3 separate regions of the Mus musculus genome follow, and regions 2 and 3 are each linked to region 1. The links are chromatin contacts, called in public Hi-C maps. All regions are on one chromosome and are shown on one strand. Each heading gives the region's core, a stretch centred on a gene start, on an enhancer-like site or on the middle of the called end of the contact. The rest is flanking DNA. Distances are from core to core; before and after follow the strand shown.

Region 1 (4,338 bases), core at 1,522-4,021:
AGTACTGGGGCCCTTTCCTAGCAGTGGGTCCCAGAGGCAGCAAACCCAGCCCATTCAGGACTTGACACTGAGAAAGATCTCAACCTCTATAGAATTTTAGCGATATGGCTTTTTCCCCCAGAAAACAAGCAAACAAACACCAAGCAAACAGACAAAGAAACAAACAAACAAAAAAAGCCAGAACAAACCAGCCCTGCACAGACGAAACGGCCTGGGAGATGGCGAGTGTGGGAGGGAGAAAGGGGCTCCGGCACAGGTGTGAGTTCTGGGGCAGAGGCTGGAGGCAGAGGATGGGTCCAGGCGCTCAGGAAGCGAAAAGACGTTGTCTGGAAGTTTCATCAGGAAAAATTAAAGTTGGCTGTGAGCTCCCGGATTCGGTTTTCTCGGTTCATTTTCTTCAGTTTCATCCTGCGATTCTGAAACCAGATTTTCACTTGTCTGTCCGTGAGGTGGACGCTACGGCTGATCTCTAGGCGCCGCTCTCGAGTAAGGTACATGTTGAATAGAAACTCCTTCTCCAGCTCCAGCGTCTGGTGCTTCGTGTAAGGGCAGCGTTTCTTCCGGCCGCTCTTTGCTGTGAGCCAGTTGGCTGCATTTTCGCCTTTGGAACTGCCTGGAGTTTAAGAGAATACAGAGGGGAAGGTTAAGTCGAGGCCACTCGGGCTGTATGAGGGGGGTGAATTCCGGGTCTTTCCCATTTAGTGGGATGCCCGAAGTCATAGAGAGAGGGTTATGCCCTCCCTCCTTTTGCAAGAAATCCCTCCAAAAAGGCATGACAAAATCGGCCTCAAATCCACACCCGGTCCTCCCAATTTACATTTTCCTCTACTTTTTTCCAGGCACCTGTTTTAGCACCACGCCGCGGGGCGCTGAGAGAATGAAAGGCCGGAGGAGGCGAGGCCGTACATCTTGAACTTAACGCCTTTCTCTGCCTCTCACCCAGGGGCAGGGAAGCATTTCCTGCCGGCCCCCAAGCTGGGGTAAGGGAATGCTTCTTTGGACGAGAGGCTGGCAGCTCCACTGGCTTACCCTAGCCTCCTAGATCGCCCCAGGCTAGAGGAGAAGGGCATAGTTGGGCCAATGGGGAAGTTCCAAAAACCCGATTCTGGGGTCAAGGGCTTGGGTTTGGCTCCTGTCCCTCCAAGTAACCGGAGTGTGAAGCTGGGCAGCACCAGATTCCAGGAGAAGGGGAATGGCCATTCCTAGGTTTTCAGCTCTGGGCCCAAGCGTTCCGGCCGAATTTGTCTTTTCTTTTTTCTTACAACCAGGACTCCCGCCCCTCCAGAAACTTTGAAAAACGCATGGGGGATCGTAAACTCGAACTTCGCCGGTTAATGGGCTTATTTATTGGCTCTGGCGGCTGCTTATTTTGGATGCCTTACAAACATCCGTGCTATCTGCAAGCGAGCCACTTTTCCTCCCTGCCCCTCCCCCCCGCGTGGGCCGCGCTGAGCAGGCTGGGCTAAGGACCAGGGCTTGGGGGTACTCAGGGCCACGAGAAAGTGCAAGCACGGGAGGAGGGCTGCTCGCTGGTGTTCTCATCCCCCAAGTCTGGGTGAGCAGGGGCCAGAGCTGAGGACGTCTTGGTGTGGGGCCCTAAGCCGGACGTGGATTTTTACAGCATCCCCACGCCCAAATATTAAAAACAAGTTCAGAAGGTCAGCCTGCCGTCAGTTTGGGCCAAGGCCTACGGCTGCCGCGCGGGCTTCTGGTCCTCTGCTCCTTCCTTGTGGGTCTGTCTGTCTGTCTGTCTGCCCGTCTGACTTGAGCCCTCGGTTGAGCTCTGCTTACCCAGGGAGTCCTTCTCCGGCGAAGCTTTACTGTTTTCTGAAGGGGCTGGAGACAGCTCCTCAGCCGCCGAGGATGACGCGTGTGCCTCCTCGTCGCCCTGCGAGCCGCCGCCACCGGTGCAAACCAGAGTGGGTGGTGGCGTGGAGTCTAGGACTCGCTCCTTCCCGGCTGCCTCGGTCGAGCCAGAGGCCAGTGCGGGCGGCGGGTCGAAACCGCGCCCCGGGGGCTGCGCAGGAAAGGGACTAGCGAGCTGCTGCGTGCCGCCGCCGCCACTGCCGAAGCCCTTGGCCGTGCCGTAGGCCTGCGACAGGCGGAAGTAGCCGGGTACTGGCACTCCGCTGGAGGCGCCCAGGGCGCAGCCGTCGGGCGGCGGGCCCCGCGGGAAAGGGGCCAGATCAGCGGCGGCCGAGCCCTTGGGGCATTTGTCCGCAGCATCGTAGAGGCAGTAGGAGCTCTCTTCTTTGATGTTCTGCGCAAAAGAACACGAAGTGGCCTGTGGCTGGGGTTGAGGTGGCTGCGGCGGGGGCGGCGGCGGCTGCTGCTGCTGCTGCTGGGGTTGTGGCTGCGGTGGCGGCGGCCCGTCGGGCGGCTCCATCCGGCAGGAGCGGGGCGCGTCCAGCCACAGGTCTAGGGGCGCGGGCGCGTAGCCATGCGTCCCAGGACCCAGGCCCCCGCTGCCACCACCGCCACCGCCTCCGGGCGACGGCGCTTCATTACGCTTGCTGCCCAGCGCGGGGAAGAGCCCGCAGCTTTGCAGCCCGTAGGGCAGGTCGCTGGCAGGCGGCAGGTAGACCCCACCGTGGGCGTAGTAGCCACCTCCACCGCCCCCCGCGCTACCGCCACCAACACCAGCCTCGCCTCTGCCTGAGCTGATGAGCGAGTCGACCAAAAAGGAGTTCGCGGCAGGGCTCTCCGAGCATGACATTGTTGTGGGATAATTTGGCGAAGGGAGCAGATAGCCCTTTCTGGCTGACATTTCTTGTGCAAAACATGCTGAATACGATTAGCAATCCCCCCCGCACCGCGGCGGGCGCTTGCAGCCAATCCCGAGCCAGAGTTTCCACGCGACCACTCCCAGTTTGGTTTCGTAGGCGCGGGGCCGCTCTCTGAGGGCGCCCTCGGAGCCCGCGATTGATATAAATATGTAATCTGTATTGATGGGCCAGAAGACGCACGCCTGACACCTATGGCTCAAAGGCCGGAACTGTGGGGGCTGCCTCAAAGTGGAGGTTGGGGGACCTGGCTCTTGAACCTGTACCCCCCCCCCCCCCATGCAAGGGACTATTTGGAAGCACCCTTGGGCTCTGCGCTGTTAACAAGTGGAGTGTTTATGATGTGCACCCCAGCCAACCTTGGGTGCTCCCATGTCTGCTATGGAGTGGCCATGAGTCCCCGTCGCCTTGATCATTTAAACGGGCCCTGTAGCAGGCTAGCTATCCTATACATTTCTGGGCCTGGAGCTGGCCTCAATTCTTAAGTTTGGCTTCCCAAAGTGGCTGGTAAAAAAGTCATACTAAGGCTGTCAAGATCTTTGGACGGTCCAGAACCTACAGTAAACCAGTACGGCCTCAAACATCTCACAAAGAATGAATATTGTCCGAAATCCATCGGCCGATGATCAATGCCTGGATCCTCTGTCCTCACTGTCTTACACCATCCTCTGGTCAGTGAAGGTTTTTCTCCTTCACTGTGATCAATCGGTTCATGCTCTCTACTCCTGTCATCCAACCTTGCACAGCTGCCTTAGTGAGGTGAAAAATCAATAGACTGGCAAGAGCCCACCACCACCACCACCACCACTCCCGACCTCCCAAACCACAGTTCAGAGGCAAACGCATACTCCCCATCCTCTACCTTTAGAGGACTAGAATGCTGGCTTTGGGTCTCTGGCCTTTCTGTGCTGGCAGAACTGGAAGGAAAACCTTGGGAGAATGTGTCTAGCAAATACCTCCGCCACACTGCTTTCTCTCTCGCTCTCCTTTGAGCCTAAACATTCCTTGGCTCCAGGAGGTTCTGACCAAACCTGTCTGTACCCCACTCTACCCCCAAAGACATGGCGAGGGCAGTCCTTTTCCCAGCCATTTTTGTCGTATACTGTGCACATTTTAACAAGGTGGTGATGAGGAAGTCCATTCCCTAGGAGGCTGAGCTGGGTTTGGGCCCTATTATAAGAGACTCTAGAGCCCAGGGTGCTACCTTTGGGCAATTGAAAATGGTCAGCCTACGGCATGCTAGCCCCCAAATGTGGACCTTATATCAAACTTAGGAAAGGTGACCTTTTTCGGCAGGATCCATGGAGCTTGCATAGTGGATGCTTTACTTCTGACCTGTGGGTTACAGGGTCTCCAGGATGCCCCAGTCCTGCCAGCTCCAGTTGGAACTAGAGAGCTACTGACTGCCCAGGACCCTTGAACCACATTGTTCAGACCTCTGCAAATGGCAGGGAGAGAGTCTTGCTTTTAGTTGGCTATATTCTGGTTCCTCCCAAAAGGAATCCAGGACAAAAACAACCCTGATAGCACTCTGAGAGGGAGAGGACACAGGGAA
Region 2 (3,859 bases), core at 864-3,363, 1.3 Mb before region 1:
CTGCCTACCCAGCCTGTACCAATAAGTATGCCTAATTACCAAACTTTCCATGGTACCAAGAGACTTTGTTCATGCTCAAATCCTTATATGGGTTAGCCTAGCTCAGCAAGGGACTAAACCATCCCTGTTTATAGATGAACACATTAAAACATGGCGGAGATCATGTGACTTCCCCACACTCACTCTGTGGCAGCCTCAAGTCCAGACAGTCTGACTCCAGGGTGCTCTTCCCACCGCTCGGTCTGAGCTGAGTTCCGTGAGTTAGAGGTGTTGTCTGCAGTGGATTCCTACCTACTGAGCACCAGGCAGATCAATAGTCAGATAATTGTTAGTTGTACACTTGTGCTTCGTCTTCATATTTGTTTATTCCTTATTTGGTATTTTAATATAATTGAAGTAGAAGACACATATTATAAGAGACTCAAATATTCAGTCCTGTGTCTTTTCCACAGTGATACATGCATGGCCAAACTAAGAAATGTCAATTCTAACGCAGAAGCCCCACTTCATGCTCCCCTTAAGTCATCTCAACCTCCAAACACAGAGGGGTAACATAGGGAACGTTTGATTATAAGCAACTGCTTTGTAATCTTGTTACTCCTTACATACATTGTATTTCCTCGGACAAGTCACCTTGCTTCCTTAAGGTTCAGTCCCCACCCCCACCCCCTGACCCCTATAAAACGGGAACATTAACAGAATCTGCATCGTGAGGTTACAGTGAAGTTCAAATGAACTGGAGTGAAGGCAGATAGAAAAGCCCAGGCTAAAACTACATCTTCTTCTGCACTCTTGGAGACTGCCAGCAACAATCAAGAAGTTAAAGACACAGAGACACACAAAGAAAAATTAGCTGACAGGAAGAGGGAGTGACTTGCAGCCCAAAGTGTTGTGCAGGGTTCTTAGAAAACCAAACCTATCCCAAGGCTCAGGAGAGAGCAGCGCTGAACAGCCAAAGCAGAGATGAATAGAGATCAAGTCTCACAGATGCAAGTGTGCAGAGTGAGCTGTTATGTGAGGCAAATGATCCCTTCTTTCCACTCACAAGTCCATATGCAGATGCACAGGTAGGCACGCGCACACAGCTGCAGGCACGCATATGCACACCATCAAAGATTCTAGCTGTCTAGAATAGGGAGTATTTTTTTTAAACTTCCTAGGACAGCAAGAAAAAGAAAAATACTTCTTCCTATGCCACGGACAACTTAAGTTTCTCTTGACCTTTATACCTCATTAACCATTTTGGCCACAAAATGCAAAAACACTGCCTCTTAGGTGGAAGAGACCCCAGCAAATCACAGCCTTTGTTATAAATGTTTTTACCTGTTTCATTAGAATTTCCTAGTTCTCTCGGTATAAATCAGGGTAAACAGCTGGCTTAAAGCACAGATTTGGGGGAGGGAATAAGACACCTCAAGAAAGTATAAACACAAGATCTAGAACATGCTGTGTGTGTTTCTTTTCTTTCCCCAAGAAAGACACATTTACAGCAACAGCTTTTTTATGTCTGCATATAAACGCCAAAATAATTGATGTTATTGGAGTTAGGAAAGGAAAATAAAAATGTTTCAAGTAATATTAAAAATGATAAGCATGTGATTCTATTTTGAATAGCGAGTTGATTACAGTAAAGGACAGACAAGTTTAGATTCCCAGTTGGTCCCAACTGGAGTGAAGTCTGGCATATGTAGCTGCTATGTTATAACTGAGTTTAGAAAATCTTGATGGAGATAAGAGAAGAGGTCTCTGCTTGGTCACCAACCCCACTGGTGTCCTTACATGCCCTCTTTTGCCTTCCCCATTTTTCTCTTCACATTTATTATGAGGTAAGCAGACCAGAGATAAGGATGAAACCAACCACACTGTGTGCCTCAAGTTCTCATAGATCTTTTTTAATGGGGTTCAGATAACATGACTTACAGAGCTTTTCAACAATGTGGCCATATGGCTGACCAGGAACACTGTGCTTCCTTCCTGGGTGGCTGGCTGTGGGCTGGAACAGTACGTGATGTTCAAGATGAGGGAAAAAAACGGAAGCTCCCAGTACTGAGTGAGTGGTTTAACCAAATGAGGAAAATGGGAAATGGATGGACAGTGGGAAGCTGCTTGTTTGCAGCATGTGTCAGAGCCAGCATGAGCATCTGAAGTGGGGCAGATTTTCCCTCCAGCAGGCTTTGTCCCAGCCACTCAGAACCACGGAGATTGCAATGGGAGCTGAGTGGCTGTGTTACCTTTTAGGGATCTTGTAGATACCAAAGAGATCACGGTAAGGTTCTTAATGCCCTTGAGCTTGCTGTGGGTGATAAAGGATGCCCTTTGCAGGGCTAGAGGCTGTATGGATCTATTTCCAAAGCCAGTAGTCTCTGTTCACCTCTCAGCTCCCTCTATCCTTCCCCATACAAGATGCTGGTGATTGCCTCAGCCATGACAGTAGCCTTCAGTCTTGGCTGTGCCTTCTGCTGGGCCTGCAGTTCCTCATAGCAGCTTTAGTGACAACATTAGATTTGGCCATGTAGAGTGTTTCTTCAGGTTGGACCCATAAAAAGAAACCTAAAAAAAAAAAAAAACCTAAGCCATAATTAGCTCTGTAACCCAGTGAGTTCCTTTTTTCTCTGGTTCTCCATATTCTTATCTGTAAATGAGCCTCATAAGAACCACCTTAAAATTTGCCACATGTAACTCAGCAAATTCTTACTTCTGATGGCGCCACTTGTTTGACTCTCCCTTTTAGACTCTTGTTCAAGGAAGTCTGACGGGGGAGCTGATGATGTCCCAGACTTTATCCTTGGACACTTTGGAGCTGTGAAACCATATCGTAGGCAAGGACATGGAGTAACCACAGTGTTTAGTACTCTGAGACAGGAGGTTCATGAGTTCAAGGCTAACCTTGGATAAATGGTAAAACTCTTTTTTTTTTTTTTAAGAAAATAAAAATCAGAAGGAAAATAGAAAGGAGAAAGAAAGGGAGGGAGGGAGGAAATAAAAGGAAAAGAAAGGAGAAAACAAACCTGTAAAATGTTATGAATTTCACATACATATTCTTATATATGCATTTAAAACTGGTTTTGTAGCATGTAAAAAATGAAGACTAATGCTTGTGTTAATAATTTGAAAGTTAAGTTTTCTTTACTTTTAAGGCATCCTGCCTTTCCTGCATCTGATAGCTAGCTCTGCCCCTGGCTATTGTACCAATCTCAGAAGAACTGTCGATGAGGAGTGAGCCCACCCAGTGCCCCTCTCTACTGGAAAGAGGAAAGAATTTCCATCCTGTCCTAAGACAAGATCTGCTTCTCTAAGTCTACAGCTAGTCATAAGTCAACGTTGGGCTTTAGTTTTCATCCATTCAATGAGCATTTATAAAGTTAACTGAATTCAAACTTACATAATATCAAGTCAAGCATTTCCTCAGTGGATATGCATTTTGTGCTGTGTCTGACACAGTTCATGGATTTTTGAGGACTGGGCTTTGAGGCAACTTTGAAGCAACTGAGCCCCAAATTCTTCACTACACCCAGAAGCTAATGATTTCCAGAGGCAGACACCATGAAGAAAGCACTGGGACACTGGTCTGTGAGTCAAGGGTCATTTCAGGAAGAGAAGGTCACCACTTTCAAGTATTTCAGAGGTGAAAAGGTCACTCTCTAAATACCATGTCCTGCACACTGGCTCTTCACGGTGCATGCTTGTTGCAATGCAGGCTGGAGTTGTCACTGAGGCAGACACAGTCCACATGAGATTCTTTAGCCTCTACCAGCCAAGTGTCACTACTCTGTCTTGGTTGACCCCTCTGGAGACTGGTATGGATGACTGTTTTGTCTCCTGAATGAGTGACATCAGTGGTTCATGGTGCTGTGCAGGG
Region 3 (4,409 bases), core at 878-3,377, 1.5 Mb before region 1:
GAGCAGGTCCTGACTGGAAGTGACTTGTTGTACTATAAAGAACATCCCAGTTTTGTGTCTTGGCTGCTCCTTAGCCAGAATGCTCGTTTAGAAGTCTGTGAATGTGGGTCTGGAAGAACAGAGGGGCACGGGCTTCTAAATGACACTATCCCACATGTGTGCTTTCATGTGTATGATAAGTATTCTCCTTGTGACATATTATACACTAGCAGTCATGATTTCCTGGAGATGAATTTAACTTTTAACAGTTCAGAAAAGGTTTGCTGTAAAATATGTTAACTGCCAGAGAAAATGGTTGTATTTCCCATCTTTCAACACTATTACAGCCACAAAATGCCTTTCCCTACCAACTACTATGTGCTATTTTCCATGATGTGATGTTGCTACAGTTCATTTCTTCACTCACCCCTTCATCATTCACAAGCATCTGAGAACTAACTAGGCTCTTTGGAAGTTATCAGGACCTCAGTGTTGAATAAGACTTCAGCCCTCATGAGAGGCTCGGTGAATACATAAGGAATCCATGAACAACGGGACAGATGCATCTGGGACATCCATCGGAGGCTCAGAGGGGACGTTATGCTGTGGGCTAGGAGCCGGCATGGATTCACTGGGAAGAGAGCTCCTGCGCTGACTCTTACAGAGAAGGCAGGAAGTCATCAGATGGGGAGCATATCCCAGGAGGAACATGCTGGACAACAGCATGGAGACGTCTTGGAGGGTTTGCCGAGGGGTAATTCAGTATAGTAGACACAGGCTGAAGGGCAGGAGAGAAGGCGGGGGGGGGTGGTTGGGGGAGAAAGGGGAGGAGAGGGAGAGGGAGAGAGAGGAGAGAAAGGACAGGCAAGGTTGGGGTGGGTAAGTATAGCACAGCATGCAAGTTTTCAAAATCTTGAATTTGCTTGATTCTTGAGTTTACTGTGATTAGATCTGCACGTTAGAAGGCTGTTCTGGTCCTAGTAGAAGAATTACCTGGGAAAGGGTGCTGTCAAGGAGGGAGGAAGGTAGAGCCTAGGCACCACAGTAATCTAGATTTGGGATGGCAAGAGCTTAAGCCAGGGCAATCAAGGGTAGGCTGGGAGAGTAGAGAACAGCTTTAAAATGAACTAAAAGACAAAGATTTAGAATAAATGCCTGCTTTTAGTTTTGGGTGGCTCAATATTTGGGAAATCACTAACCAGGCTGGGGATAGTTTTACAAATACTGTTCTGTATTCCACATTCAGGTTAAGATGTCTATCTGGTATGTGAATACAGAGGGCAAGAGAAGTGTGCAGTTGACCGTAGTTGCTGGGTTGTGCTGGTGACCACAGAGGCAGAGTGTTTCCTAGCACTCCTCCTGGCCCCTGGCTCCTATAATCTCTCTTTTCCTTTTCCACTGTGTCTCCCGGGCCTTGGAGTGGGTGAGATGAATCACAATTTTTAATAATAAGGAGGAACTGGTACTAGGCAGAGAAGTCAAGGGCAGATCCCAAGGGCTTTTCTCTGTTCAGTATATTGTGAAAATCTTCCTATAAAATGATACATTGCACACTTGCAAACAGTAACCTGAAACTACATACCCATGTTTGACAATTAAATTAACCTTGTGAAGTAAGCAGGGGGAATATTATTTTCTCTGTTTTATTCACAAAGAGACAGGGTTGAAAAGAACTTAACTCACTTATTTAAACTCTAAAATGAAAAAAAAAAGTAACAGAAATGAGGCTAATATTTGCATTTTGAGTCACACTTCAGGCTTCCTCTCATTCGTAAGCTAACAATAGGGTGGCAGTTCCATACGGGCTGAGTCATCACGGCAGGAAGTTACAGCAAATCTCAATTAAGGGCACATCTGAGTCAGAGTAAACACAAAACATTGGATTGAGTTATGAACGGCTGCTGAAAGGAATTGCATGGCTTTCTGGATATCATTAACAATTAATTAATCGCTGCCATGTAAATAACTTAATGATACAAACATGAATAAAGGAGAAAGGAATTCACAAAGGCAAGAGTGTGTGATTCTACACATTAGACAACAGGATAAACTCCCCATCAGGTTCTCGAGGTAAGATGACCTCGTGAAGATGACATGTGAGCTAAGGGCAGAGAGGGTCTCTCCTTAGGATGTGCAAGTCTGTGACACATGCACCTGAAATGTTACTAACTCCTCTCTGTGTTAAATAGAGGGACAGTAGCCCATGGATGGGTCCGTGTAGGCGGCCTATCCCAAGAAAGCAGTGGAGGGCTCCTGTCTCGTGTGCACATGTCCTTCACTCCCACAGAAACAGTGATGCTGAACTGTAGCAAATAGCTCAAGAGCAAGTGTGACAGAAGATATGGCACTGTGATGAAGCCAATTTTGTTTAACTAATTAATCTTATTTTTATACATTTTAGTTAAAATATAATTGCATAAAAAGAGGTAAACTCTTCACTTTCTTCCCCCAAGTCCCTCCTAAGTCCCCTCCCTACAGTTTCTTTTCCCTTTGATAGTCTTTTCCTCAATCCTTGTTTTTTATACACACACACACTATATATATATGTATGTGTGTGTGTGTGTATATATATATATATATATATATATATATATATATATATATATATATATATTAGGAGGCTCATATCAGGGACAGGTTAGCTCCCCAACCTCTCCCACCCTACCCCACCCCCAACCCTACCCCACCCCCCACCAGCAGTCACTTGCTTGTAGTAACTCATCCTGGGGTGTGACCTTGTGAGATATCCCCCCTTCTGCATTAGTAAGTCTATTGATATTTCTGTTATTCAGATCTTTCTTATGCATCCATTTATATGATAGACTGTTTCACAGCAGACTCTCTGGTATTTTGACTCTTAAAATCTTTCCATTCCCTCTTTTACAATGTCCCTTGAGCAATAAGTGGTGGTGTGATATATATCTGTTGGAGGCTGGGCTCCCCAATCCATTGATCTCTGTGTTGTATCCACTTGTGGCTTTCTGGGACGGTCTCCATCTGTTGTAAAGGGGCTTCTTGGATGAGGAGTGGTAGCTATACTTACCTGTGGGTGTGAGGATAAGATATAGAATGTAGCTGGGCAAGGAAAGTGGTGGTAGTGGAGTCTCTTCTAAGATCCATGACCTCAGTAGCCTAAGGAAGCTGGCTAGATGTCTAGTACCAGGCATGGTTCCCTCCTGTCAGGTGGACCTTGAGTTTGATGGGAGCGCTGTTGGTTACCCCACACGTGAGTGCCACTTGCTGCATCTTTGTAGATATCCTGCCGTGTCGGTCATTGTTCTGTTTCATGGGTGTTGCTGCTGGGTAGGATTGTTACTTGCTTCCCTCCTTGGTAGCTGGCATAATATCTTCTGGCACCATGGAAGCCAGACCACAGGGAGGAAGGAGGCTTTTAGGTGAGATTCAGTTCAAATGGTATAGGTCCTGTCTTCTAAGTGTGTGGTGTCTTCTGCAATAGGGGCTCACGGTCAACCTCTGAGAGGCTGAGTAGAAAACTTTCATCTGGACCAAAAGGCAGTAAATTGGTTAATGTTACTCACCTTCTGTTTTTGTTTGTTTGTTTGTTTTGTTTTGTTTTAACAATCTCAGACAAAAAAAAAAAAAAAACCAAAAAACAAAGAATCCCAACCACCGTTACTAGAGCACAGCCATGCCCATTTATCAATATATTGTTCACAGCTGTGTTTGGGACTCAAGCTGGGTGATTGTTCAAAGGCTGTTTGGCTAAGGAATACATACTTGTTTATTATCTGGTCCTTTTGCAAACCCAGGATCTATACAGAAAGAATCTGAGCGCGCTAAGCTCCATTCTGAGCTCCAAGCACTGAAATTTATCAAGGAAGAAAGATCAAAAGGGAGAAGTTTGGAGGAAACTGATGGCCATGATGAAAGAAATCAAAATTAAGTATCATTGAAGGTGACAAGGAGACAGAGACATTTTAACCTGGAAAAGAGAAATCCCAGAGGAGCAGGAGGCATAGGGCACGCAAGGTTCTAAACTACATTTGAAGGATTGAAGCTGAGTGGAAAGATTTGTTGACCCAGTGAGGACTATCAGTAACAACTCCAGAAAAGTCATTTGATGTACTGTGTAAGAACAAATTAAAAGAATGTAACAGGTTGGCTTAGGAGAACGAGTTTCCCAGTGAAGGTATTCATGGCAGGGCTGGAAGATTCCTCCCTGGGGAAACTCTCTGAATGAGTCAGGAGCAAGCATGGTCATGACTTGGGGTGCACTTCATGCTTTCCAGCACCTCTTTGTCCACATAACTTATAGTCCTTCTTATATCATTACAAGTCCCAGATTATGACGAAGGAAATAATTCTCTCCTGTGGCTAACGTTCTGGCTAGGTGAGGTTTCCCAAGGGAGCAAGGAAGCAATTCACAGCCCTGAGATCTACACAAGCAGAGGTCCTGGTTTTTACGTTCC

What was found. A called contact is a pair of places that touch in the nucleus more often than the background predicts.
Region 2: a Hi-C map of uterus shows a contact between it and region 1, with 4 times the contacts expected there. The contact joins the enhancer-like site here to the promoter of Hoxa10 in region 1. A contact is called at or near these places in 6 of 39 promoter capture datasets (the 3T3-L1 cell line, the C10 cell line, cranial neural crest and 3 more), 8 of 484 Hi-C or Micro-C datasets (myocytes, nephron progenitors and uterus), 2 of 115 datasets of contacts at active chromatin or transcription factors (embryonic limb bud and neural tube) and 6 of 9 other capture datasets (adipose tissue, embryonic stem cells, embryonic tail and 3 more).
Region 3: a Hi-C map of the C2C12 cell line shows a contact between it and region 1, with 5 times the contacts expected there. The contact joins the enhancer-like site here to the promoter of Hoxa10 in region 1. A contact is called at or near these places in 9 of 39 promoter capture datasets (the 3T3-L1 cell line, 3T3-L1-derived adipocytes, the HPC-7 cell line and 5 more), 18 of 484 Hi-C or Micro-C datasets (3T3-L1-derived adipocytes, B cells, the C2C12 cell line and 11 more), 6 of 115 datasets of contacts at active chromatin or transcription factors (embryonic forebrain, embryonic limb bud, forebrain and 3 more) and 3 of 9 other capture datasets (adipose tissue, embryonic stem cells and liver).

What each region holds. Positions count from the first base shown.
Region 1 is chr6:52,232,168-52,236,505 of GRCm38.p6, forward strand. It overlaps Hoxa10 (homeobox A10), which reads right to left and starts at 2,772. Exons shown (of 2, transcript NM_008263.3): 1 at 1,792-2,772; 2 at 1-613. The coding sequence starts at 2,767. The coding sequence ends at 339. It overlaps Gm52902 (a long non-coding RNA gene), which reads left to right. Exons shown (of 2, transcript XR_003956434.1): 2 at 1-484.
Region 2 is chr6:50,971,513-50,975,371 of GRCm38.p6, forward strand. Gm38809 (a long non-coding RNA gene) reads right to left here. Exons shown (of 3, transcript XR_869079.3): 3 at 1,872-2,550. Among named protein-coding and RNA genes, the nearest start is that of Gm38809, 17 kb to the right of the region's middle. Within about 2 kb of position 2,114, at least 19 of the 459 cell types and tissues checked have an H3K27ac peak or open chromatin away from gene starts, as enhancers often do. A contact at or near this core is called in adipose tissue and uterus, where this site is marked.
Region 3 is chr6:50,683,449-50,687,857 of GRCm38.p6, forward strand. No RefSeq gene overlaps it. Among named protein-coding and RNA genes, the nearest start is that of Gm38808, 6.2 kb to the left of the region's middle. Within about 2 kb of position 2,128, at least 115 of the 459 cell types and tissues checked have an H3K27ac peak or open chromatin away from gene starts, as enhancers often do. A contact at or near this core is called in the C2C12 cell line, adipose tissue, myocytes and 3 more, where this site is marked.